Linked DNA regions of Mus musculus: all the other regions are linked to region 2. A link is a contact called in public ChIA-PET and HiChIP or PLAC-seq data. All regions are on one chromosome and are shown on one strand. The core of a region is the stretch at or near the end of the contact, and the rest is flanking DNA. Distances in the headings are between cores, read along the strand shown.

Region 1 (2,869 bases), core at 108-2,607, 800 kb after region 2:
TCTCTGAAATCACTCCGGGAGAGCTGTTTGGTCCGGCTGAAGGTATTGTTAGAAGACAAGAGGTTCATTTTATGGTTCTCTTTAGGGAAAGACAGGTACAGGCATGAGAACTTCTGCAGCCTTAGTCCCCTTACTTGCTTAAGACTTTAGCCTCATGGCTGGTGAGATGGCTCAGTGGGTAAGAGCACCCGACTGCTCTTCCGAAGGTCCAGAGTTCAAATCCCAGCAACCACATGGTGGCTCACAACCATCTGTAACAAAATCTGACTCCCTCTTCTGGAGTGTCTGAAGACAGCTACAGTGTATTTACATATAATAATAAATAAATCTTAAAAAAAAAAAGACTTTAGCCTCTTGGGAGGAAGCTGGTCTTCCACTCCAATATCCTGGGACACTGGAGCTGACCAGTGAAGGGTCTGGGGAAATCTACTTGTATTTCACCTTCTTCCTTTCTTATTTATTTATGTTTTTTGAGACAGGGTTTCTCTGTATAGACCTGAATGCTGGGATAACAGCATATTTCCTTTCCCTAAAAATTGGTCTCTCAAACCAGGCTTGGTGCTGTATGTCTTTGATCTCAGCAATTTGGATGCTGAGATCAATTTGGAGGCTGAGGCTAGCCTGGTCTACAGAGCAGGTTCCAGGACAGCCAGGACTACACAGAGAAACCCTGTCTCAAAAAACCAAGGGGGGGGGGGGGAATGGTCCCTCTTGCATACAGATGCCATCATGAGTAAAGGTGCAGCAACTGGAGCCCTTCACACACATCTGCTCAAGGAAAGTTTTGTTCCAGTCACTCCTCCTGGAAACTAGGTGTAGGGAGCTGAGGCAGCTGGATATCGCTCTCTTTTTCTCATAGGGTGGGGTCTCAGTGCAGCCTAGCTCTCTCACCCAAAAGGTGCTGACGGATTAAAATCACCTCCCTCCTTTGAAACAGGTTTAAACAGGTGGAGTTAACACAAGGAGGCCATAGTGTGCCCCAGACAGACCAGCAGCTAAGAGTGCACGTGCCTCTCCCACACCCACCCTAGGGCCTCCATTCACATGCAAGCCTTGGAAGGGCTCTTGGCCTCCTGACCAGGTACGAGGACTCTCAGGAGGGGAAGTTACCTCCCGAGATGCCGTCCACGCGGATGCTCGGTCCCTGGCGGGACGTGATCACACGCTCACTCTTCCAGGTGCCGGCTCCGCGGATCCCTTCCAGTTCGCTGTCCAGGATGCAGCGCAACTGAGCCAGCGCTGAATGTGCGCGGCGGCCAGGGGACAGCGCCCCGTGCCACATGAAGCTGGCCCACATCGCGCCCACAGGCTAAAGTGCGCTGGCCAGCCTGAAGTCTAGTGCTCCCCGTCACGTGACGTGGGCAGGGCCCCGGCAGCAAATCAGAACAACAGGAGCTCACTTTAAAAGGATGGGAGACTCCACCCGCGGGCGGAGCCTGACAGCGTCGGCCCGCCAAGAAAGGATTGATTTGTAAGTCGACACCCGGGAGGTCCGCGATGGGGAAGCTGAGTAGGCGGAGAAAGCGACTTCAACGCCTCTCCTCCCGAGACCTTGCCTACACACCTACCTCTCCCGAAGACCCACCTACGTGCCCAGCTGACCCTCCTGTTGGAGCGTCCCTGTCACTCCAAAGCTTTGCTATTCTCTGGCGCGAACGTGGCGTCCCCACATTGCCCGTCAGATCGCTCCTCTCTCCTCCAGTTAAAGAAAAACGCACCACTCAGATTTTTTCCTTTCCAGTTTTATTTTAAAGTTTTAAAATTACAACCACAGTAATTTCTCCCGGGCACTAGTTACACTTGTTTAAAAAGGGGTGGGGTAGGGTGCGCGAGTTTCTAATTTTATTAAAATAAGAGAAAGACAACTGTACAGATTTTTTTCTCCCAGCTCCCGAAGTGAGACTAAGTCCTAGTCTTAGATATGGATATATACATATACACACATGCACACAATCCTGCCTCTCTAAAGCTACCTAGCAAATTCGAATCAACTGGAGTATGTCTTACAGTCCACTCCCTGCCTCTCCCCCTCCTCCGCTACTTAGAAAAAAAACTCAAAGAGTAAAAGAGGTTGGAGGGTTTTAAGTGGCAGCTGGTAGACCTGAAGCGGCACCAAGCAAAGCCACATCTTACACAGGAAAGGGAAGAAAGGAAACGTACAAAGTCCTGCTAGGACGCAATCCATCAATCGTGTGGAAAAAACCCAAGTTTCCATAGGCACACTGAGGCACTTGGCTGATTACCCACCCCTCCCCCTAAGTCCACTCGCATTTAACCAGAGACTACTGAAAAAGACCCCTCCTTCCCAATGGCTAGATCCTGGTTGTGAGAAGCTATGGCTTCTCTAACCAGCTGTCACTTGGACCCCTTTGCCCCTTTAGACAATGGGGAGGCACTAGGGCAGAAGAGAAAAAGCAACCAGGTCTCCAACTTACCACCGTTGGTAGGGCAGCCCCAGGGAATTTTCCCTCCCTCCTTGGCCAGCTAGGTGGGGTGTCACCTGCTCCCCATCAAAGGTTTTGAAAAGCTCACGAGGGACAAGCAGTCTAAGAAAGTCTTGGAAGACAAACCTTAGTTCCTGGGTCCCCTCACCTAGCCAGAACTTTGCCAGTTCCTTCATAGTAAACAAACCACCGACTGAAACACACATCCTCCCCCCTCCCATCCCTAACCCCGTAAGAAGGTTAATATCAAATCAAGAAAAAAGTACGTCTCCATCATTACAAAGATGAGGTCTGTTTGCTGTCCTTGCACAATAGGTTAAGGAAAAAGGAGTCATTCCACAATGTCTGTATGAGGGATCCAAACTCTGTCCTCTTTAATAAAGTCAGAATAGAATGGGCAAAGGGTTGCAGATGGAATCAAGTGA
Region 2 (2,875 bases), core at 319-2,818:
ATTCAACTTACCTGCTCATCCACGCCACCCCACCGGGGCAGAACAACTCTCTACTTAGGTGATGTTCACCTCAGGTTTGCTGTCTTGCCAGCTAAGAGGATTTTCTCAGTAGCATAAAGACTTTGAGGGGGAGCAGAAGGATTTCAGTCAATGTACTTTCTATACATATCTGCAGGCGTGCAGGGATGGAAAGCTGAGATTTTCATCAGTGAATTTGCACCTTCAAGAAATGGTGCAATCGCGGGGAGACTTGTACAACCCTGTGCCCCCACCCCATTCTAATAAGCCAATCATGAAATCAAAAGATAATCCTGACCCTTACAAATCCCCACCCCTCCTCCAGCCCAGCCCTAGACAACAGGTGAACAGAGCAAAATCAGTGTTAATGTCCAATCAATATCATTAAGGGAGGATAGCATCTCCAGTGTGAATAGTACAACCCTATAGTGCTTAAACATTTAAATAGATAGAACATGTGTGCCTGTGTTCTCCAAGTAGGTGATGTATCTATGCATATTCATGCAGGCCCGAGTTTAGGGAAAGAACTGGGCTAGAGGACCCCAATGACTTAATACAGGTTATGAATTGCTCCTTCCCTTTCGTTTCCTTATTTATATGTGGTTAATTTTTTTTTCTTTTTGCAAAGAACAAGACCACTGGCCTAATGGAAACTCCGATTAAATAATTTTTCAATGTGTGTTTCCAGCGAGGTGGGCTACATCCAAGAGGGAAAGTTCCAGATCCCACTTGCGCCTCCCAGGAGCAATGGCGGAGTCATTCCTGCAGCTGTGGTTTGTAGAATTATGCTGTGGCCTGCGGCCTGAAAATCCCAATACAGATTTGACCATGAAGGCGGGTTCTGCTGAGTGACCCAAAGAAAGACTGCTTTGGACTCAATCTGGGATGCCCTGCGGTTCTCTTTTGAGACCTCTCTCTCTTTGGTTTATAAACACACTCGCCAAGGTCTACTTGTAGGTGTTGAGACCATGGTCGCAGGCCTGGGTCACCTCTGCAGTCACCCCCCCCCCCCCGCCGCCCCCTTCCTGCTGTGGCGTTTTTGTTTTAACTTATCTGAACCGGTTACAAAACCACACTCCCACGAATACATAAATAATGGATGGGGTGATGTGTTAAAGAAATCCCCACAAGGCCTGGCAAAGCTGCAGTGAATGCATTTCTGCTGTATCATATTTAACTGTTTGCAAACGTCTGCAGGAGGATGCACAGCGCCTAGAGACTCCTGGGCCTATCGCATCTCTCTGTCGAGGGCCTGGCAATTCTGGCATGAGGAGTTACAAGGAGGGTAGGAGGTGGCAGGGATCCTGGGCCTGCAGGATGAAGTGGGACAATGTAGGATTGCACTGCACCTCACTCGGCTTGGCAGCAGCCAAGCATCCATCGGTCTCCCGCCAGGACTGCGGGGGAGAGGACAGGCCCCTTTAAGAGCCTTCGCGCGCCCCCGCCCCGCGAGCGCTCATTTTCCCTAGCAACCGCCCCGGGGGAGGGGGAGGCCCTGGCAACGGCGCTCAGGCCCGGAGCATCACGTGACGGCCCGCAGCTGGAACGCGAGCGCGCGCCCCGCCGAGCGCCCGCCCGCCGGGGGCCTGAGCGCTGGGGCGCGTGCGCGAGCGGTGCAGCACCGGCCGCGGGAGCAGGGAGTATTATGGGCTGTGGGTGCCGCTGAGCAAGATGGAGCTGTCTGCAGTAGGCGAGCGGGTCTTCGCGGCCGAATCCATCATTAAACGCCGGATCCGCAAGGTGAGCCCTCGGCCGGGACAGCCCTGTGTTCCCCGCGGTGGTGTCGGAGCCCGCGGGGCCCTCGGGGTGCAGTGGTCCGGCTAGCCGGGTTCCCTCAGCCACCCCCGCGCCGCCGCCTCCTCGCGTCCCTGCATCTTCCCCACCCCCACCCCCTATTTTTTTTTTTTTCCTTTCTGTTTTTCAGGGACGCATCGAGTACCTGGTGAAATGGAAAGGGTGGGCGATCAAGTGAGTGTCGTGGGTCGTTGGCATGGGGACTGGGGAGGCGGCAAGAAGACACCTGGGCCTTGGATAGGGGGTGCGTGCTTGAGCCCTCGCGGTGTGCCCCTGCCCCTTGGGTTTTCATTTTGCTCTTCTGTACGCGTGACTCGGCAGGTACAGCACTTGGGAGCCAGAGGAGAACATTCTGGATTCGAGGCTCATCGCAGCCTTCGAGCAGAAGTGAGTTGGAGAAGCTGGCAGGCGCGGTGGGGCGCCGCGCAGGGAAGCGGGAAAGGCGGGCAGGGTCGGGGAGTGGGGCCCAGGAAGGGACCCTTTTTCATCTTTGGCGTTTCTTGACTACAGGGAAAGGGAACGTGAGCTGTATGGGCCCAAGAAGAGGGGACCTAAACCCAAAACTTTCCTCCTAAAGGTAACCTGGCCCAGCCCCAGCAGCCCCCGCTCGGGCCCCCAGCCAGGGCGCAGCACAGGGCCGGCCTGCAAGGGAGGGACAGATCCGCCGCTGCCTAGGCGGGCAGGCTTTTCCAGAGGGGCCCCAGCTGGGCAGGGGGTGGTTGTGAGTCCCTGACAAGTCCCTGGCAGCGGGCCGTAGCCAGCCCAGCCAGAGGGGCCTGGGAGTGGGGTAATCAGGGATGAAACCAGGAACTGGGGGTGGGGGATCGACTGTGCTCCAGGAAGCGGGTGAGTGAAGCAGGTGGGGCATACTCAGGGGAGGAGGTGACTGGGAAGTTCTTTTCGCTAGTGAGACCCTTCATCTCCTCCAGCCTTGAACACACTGGCCTGTTTTGTGATTTAGAGTCTTGGAGCTGTTGAGTATAGATAGGCTTACCTCCTGGCAAAACACTGGCCTCCCATGCCCTATAACTGCCCACCTCCTTTGGAGTGTATTCTGTACCTT
Region 3 (3,059 bases), core at 92-2,591, 690 kb after region 2:
AATCACTGCCCTGGTCAACGCCGTCATCTCTGCTTTCATTGCATTTTTGACTGTATTTTGTATGCTTGTTTTGAAGTCAATCTTACTGCACAGTATGTAACTCAGGCTGGCCTGAGACTCACTATGTTGACATCTAGTTCAGGACAATTCCCCTGCAGTAGCCTCCCAAGTGCTAGGATTACAGGTGTGAACCACCACGCCCAGACTCTGAATTCTGACTGATCTATCAGGACTACCATAGTTCATCTTCTCTCTTGATTAACATATACAGCGTATCAAGAAATCCTTTAGGTTCTATCTTTAAAATATATCAGGATCCAGGCATGGTGGCGCACGCCTGTAATCCAGTGCTCAGGAGGTGAAAGCAGGCAGATCTCTGTAAGTTTGAGGACAGCCAAATCTACACAGTGACTTCCAGACACAGCTAGGACTATGTTGAAAGACTCTGTCTCAGGAAAAAAAAAAAAAAAAAAGAACAAAAATCACCTGGAAAGCAGAGGTAGATGAATCTCTATGTTCGAACCACCTGATATAAGGTTATATTTGGTCTCCAAATAAATAAAATAAAAATATGTCCAGCCGGGTGGTGGTGGCGCACGCCTTTAATCCCAGCACTTGGGGAGGCAGAGGTGGGTGAATTCCTGAGTTCAGCCTGATCTACAAAAGTGAGTTCCAGGACAGCCTGGGCTATACAGAGAAACCCTGTCTCGGAAAAAAAAAAAAAAAATGTCCATAATCCAGCTGGGTCTGGTGGTTCATGCCAGATATATCAACACTTGGGAAGCTGAAGCAGAGGACTGTGTCGAATTCAAAGCCAGCCTTAGCTATATAGTGAATTCCCGGGCAGCCTGGGTTTCAGAGTGAGGCCTTGCCTCAAACAACACTAAACTTCATGCTCTCTAGAGTCTATCCCCACTTCTGCCACCTCTGCTACTATCACACCTAGCCCAAGCCCGCGTCTGCTCCCAGCCTTCCAGGCCATTCTCTGGGTTGCTTTTTCCTTCCTACTTCCACGACTACACAAGCTACACACCTCTGGCATTCCCTTCCAGAAAGAGAGCGCTCAGAGGACAGGGGCCACACGGACTGAACTCTCTGACCACTGTCCCCATTGCTCCGCGAGGTAGGAAGTTCTGAAGACTTCGCCCCACCAACCCAGCAGCTGGGCTAGCCTGTGCTCCAAGAGCCCTGCTCGCACCACGACCTCCCTCCTTCCGTGGCCCGTGCTCACTTGTCCTCGTTGTCTGACATGATGCCTTCTCCGCCCGGGGCGCAGAGCAGAGAACGCGCGCCTTTGCCCCTCGCCGCACCACGCGTAGTTTGCGCTTGCGCCGTGACCCAGGCGCAGTTACTTCCGGGAAGCAGCGGCCGACCAGACGCTAATGCGCGTGCGTGGAGGCGTGTCGCTAGTTACCATGGTAACAAGGAGCGATTAGTGAGGACGCTGACACTCTAGCTCCTTGGAGTTTCTCCGTGCGGAGGGCTCTGTCACGCCCAGGTCATCGCCTAAGGTGAGCGCTCCTCCCCGGACCGTCACGATAGGGACTGTGGTCACTGCGCTGTCCGGAGCCGAGGGGTCGGGCACCAGCTTCTCAGACTCCCAGGTTGCTCGTGATGAGAGGTCCGGATTGCGAAGCGTAACTAGGGCGAGTCATTGCTTCTCTCCCTCCTAGGGCCCTCCCATGGCTTCCCAGGAAAGGGTGGACTCGGTGACCAAAGGAACCGGGTTCCGCCGCTGCCGTAAGCAAGCAGGTTACACGCCGGGGACTTGTGAGCTGCTCAGAGGTCAGTGCATTAGGGGATCAACGACCCGAGCGGTGCGGTTTTTCCTTAAGAGCTTGGGATTCTGAAAGGTTCGGGGAAGAATCAAAGACCAGAGATGGAGAATTTTGGAATGGTTAGTTCATCTTTTACATGCACTTTCAATGAAGCCTATCTCCTCACTGCAGTGGGACCTTCACAGTACCAAATTCAATTCCCTTCACCAGGCTTAGACATTATACAGTCTTAGAGGTGTTTAGTGTCACCTTCTAAATGGTGAACACCACCAGGCAAAGAAACGTGCCTGTTTCTGCTCACAACTGTAGCTCCAGCCTCTGCTACATGAATGAGCATGTATGCACTTAATTATTCAACGACAAAAACCTAATGTGTGATTTGGATATTGTCCTAGGTACTAGGAATAGAGTGTTGAGAGGATTGCAAAGGACAACTCTTGCTCTCAGAAAACTGATAACACAGGAGGGTAACAAGAAAAATGAACAGGAGAAAATTATAGAGCTGAAGGTGTTGCTCAGTGACAGAGTATATTCTAGGCAGATGTGGAGTCTGGGTTTCAGCCCCAGCACACCATACACAAAAAAGTCTGTGTGTGTTACAGTTGGAGAGCTGGCTCAGTGGTTAGGAACATGTACTGCCCTTTGAAAGCTCATTCCCCAGCACCCATGTTAGCCAGTCACCAAAAAAGTGTGTGTGTCTTAGGCATATGTAATGGGAGGATTGCCTGAGCCCAAGAAAAGCTAGCCTAGATAATATAGTAAGAACCTATCCTTGAAATAAAATAAGGACTGGAAAGATGGCTCAGAGATTAAGAGCACTGGCTATTCTCAAGGACCCAAGTTCAATCCCCCACAACCATATCAGGTGGGTCAAAGCAATGTGTAACTCTAGCTTCCTATGAGTCAGTGCCTTTCCCTGCCCTCCACAGGCAGCCATACACGCATAGCTACACACTCACGCACGCGCGCGCGCACACACACACACACACACACACACACACACGACCTTTTATTTTTTAAGATTTGTTTGTTTATTTATTATGGATAGTGTTCGGCCTGCATGTATGCCTGCAGGCCAGAAGAGGGCACCAGATCCCATTACAGATGGTTGTGAGCTTCCACGTGGTTGTTGGGAATTGAACTCAGGACCTCTGGAAGAGCATCATATATGCTCTTGATATGTGAGTCATCTCTCCAGCCCACATACAATCTTAAAGGGAGAAAAGCTGCATATAGTGGCTCATGTCTTTGATTCTAGCACTCTGAAGAAAGAGGTGGGTG

The links. ChIA-PET counts read pairs in DNA pulled down with a chosen protein or histone mark. HiChIP or PLAC-seq counts read pairs in DNA pulled down with a chosen protein or histone mark.
Region 1: a contact with region 2 is called in a FOXA1 HiChIP or PLAC-seq map of pancreatic cancer cells. The contact joins the promoter of Gcat here to the promoter of Cbx6 in region 2. A contact is called at or near these places in 2 of 115 datasets of contacts at active chromatin or transcription factors (bone marrow-derived macrophages and pancreatic cancer cells).
Region 3: an RNA polymerase II ChIA-PET map of memory CD8 T cells shows a contact between it and region 2, with 7 read pairs. The contact joins the promoter of Polr2f here to the promoter of Cbx6 in region 2. A contact is called at or near these places in 2 of 115 datasets of contacts at active chromatin or transcription factors (memory CD8 T cells and pancreatic cancer cells).

Annotation. Positions count from the first base shown.
Region 1 is chr15:79,029,362-79,032,230 of GRCm38.p6, reverse strand. It overlaps Gcat (glycine C-acetyltransferase (2-amino-3-ketobutyrate-coenzyme A ligase)), which reads right to left and starts at 1,357. Exons shown (of 9, transcript NM_013847.4): 1 at 1,111-1,357. The coding sequence starts at 1,297. It overlaps H1f0 (H1.0 linker histone), which reads right to left. Exons shown (of 1, transcript NM_008197.3): 1 at 1,727-2,869.
Region 2 is chr15:79,833,026-79,835,900 of GRCm38.p6, reverse strand. It overlaps Cbx6 (chromobox 6), which reads left to right and starts at 1,568. Exons shown (of 5, transcript NM_028763.3): 1 at 1,568-1,758; 2 at 1,943-1,986; 3 at 2,134-2,199; 4 at 2,323-2,389. The coding sequence starts at 1,690. Npcd (neuronal pentraxin chromo domain) reads left to right here and starts at 1,568. Exons shown (of 9, transcript NM_001013362.2): 1 at 1,568-1,758; 2 at 1,943-1,986; 3 at 2,134-2,199; 4 at 2,323-2,389. The coding sequence starts at 1,690.
Region 3 is chr15:79,139,607-79,142,665 of GRCm38.p6, reverse strand. Polr2f (polymerase (RNA) II (DNA directed) polypeptide F) reads right to left here and starts at 1,341. Exons shown (of 5, transcript NM_027231.2): 1 at 1,232-1,341. The coding sequence starts at 1,251. It overlaps 1700088E04Rik (RIKEN cDNA 1700088E04 gene), which reads left to right and starts at 1,415. Exons shown (of 7, transcript NM_138581.2): 1 at 1,415-1,511; 2 at 1,674-1,785. The coding sequence starts at 1,683.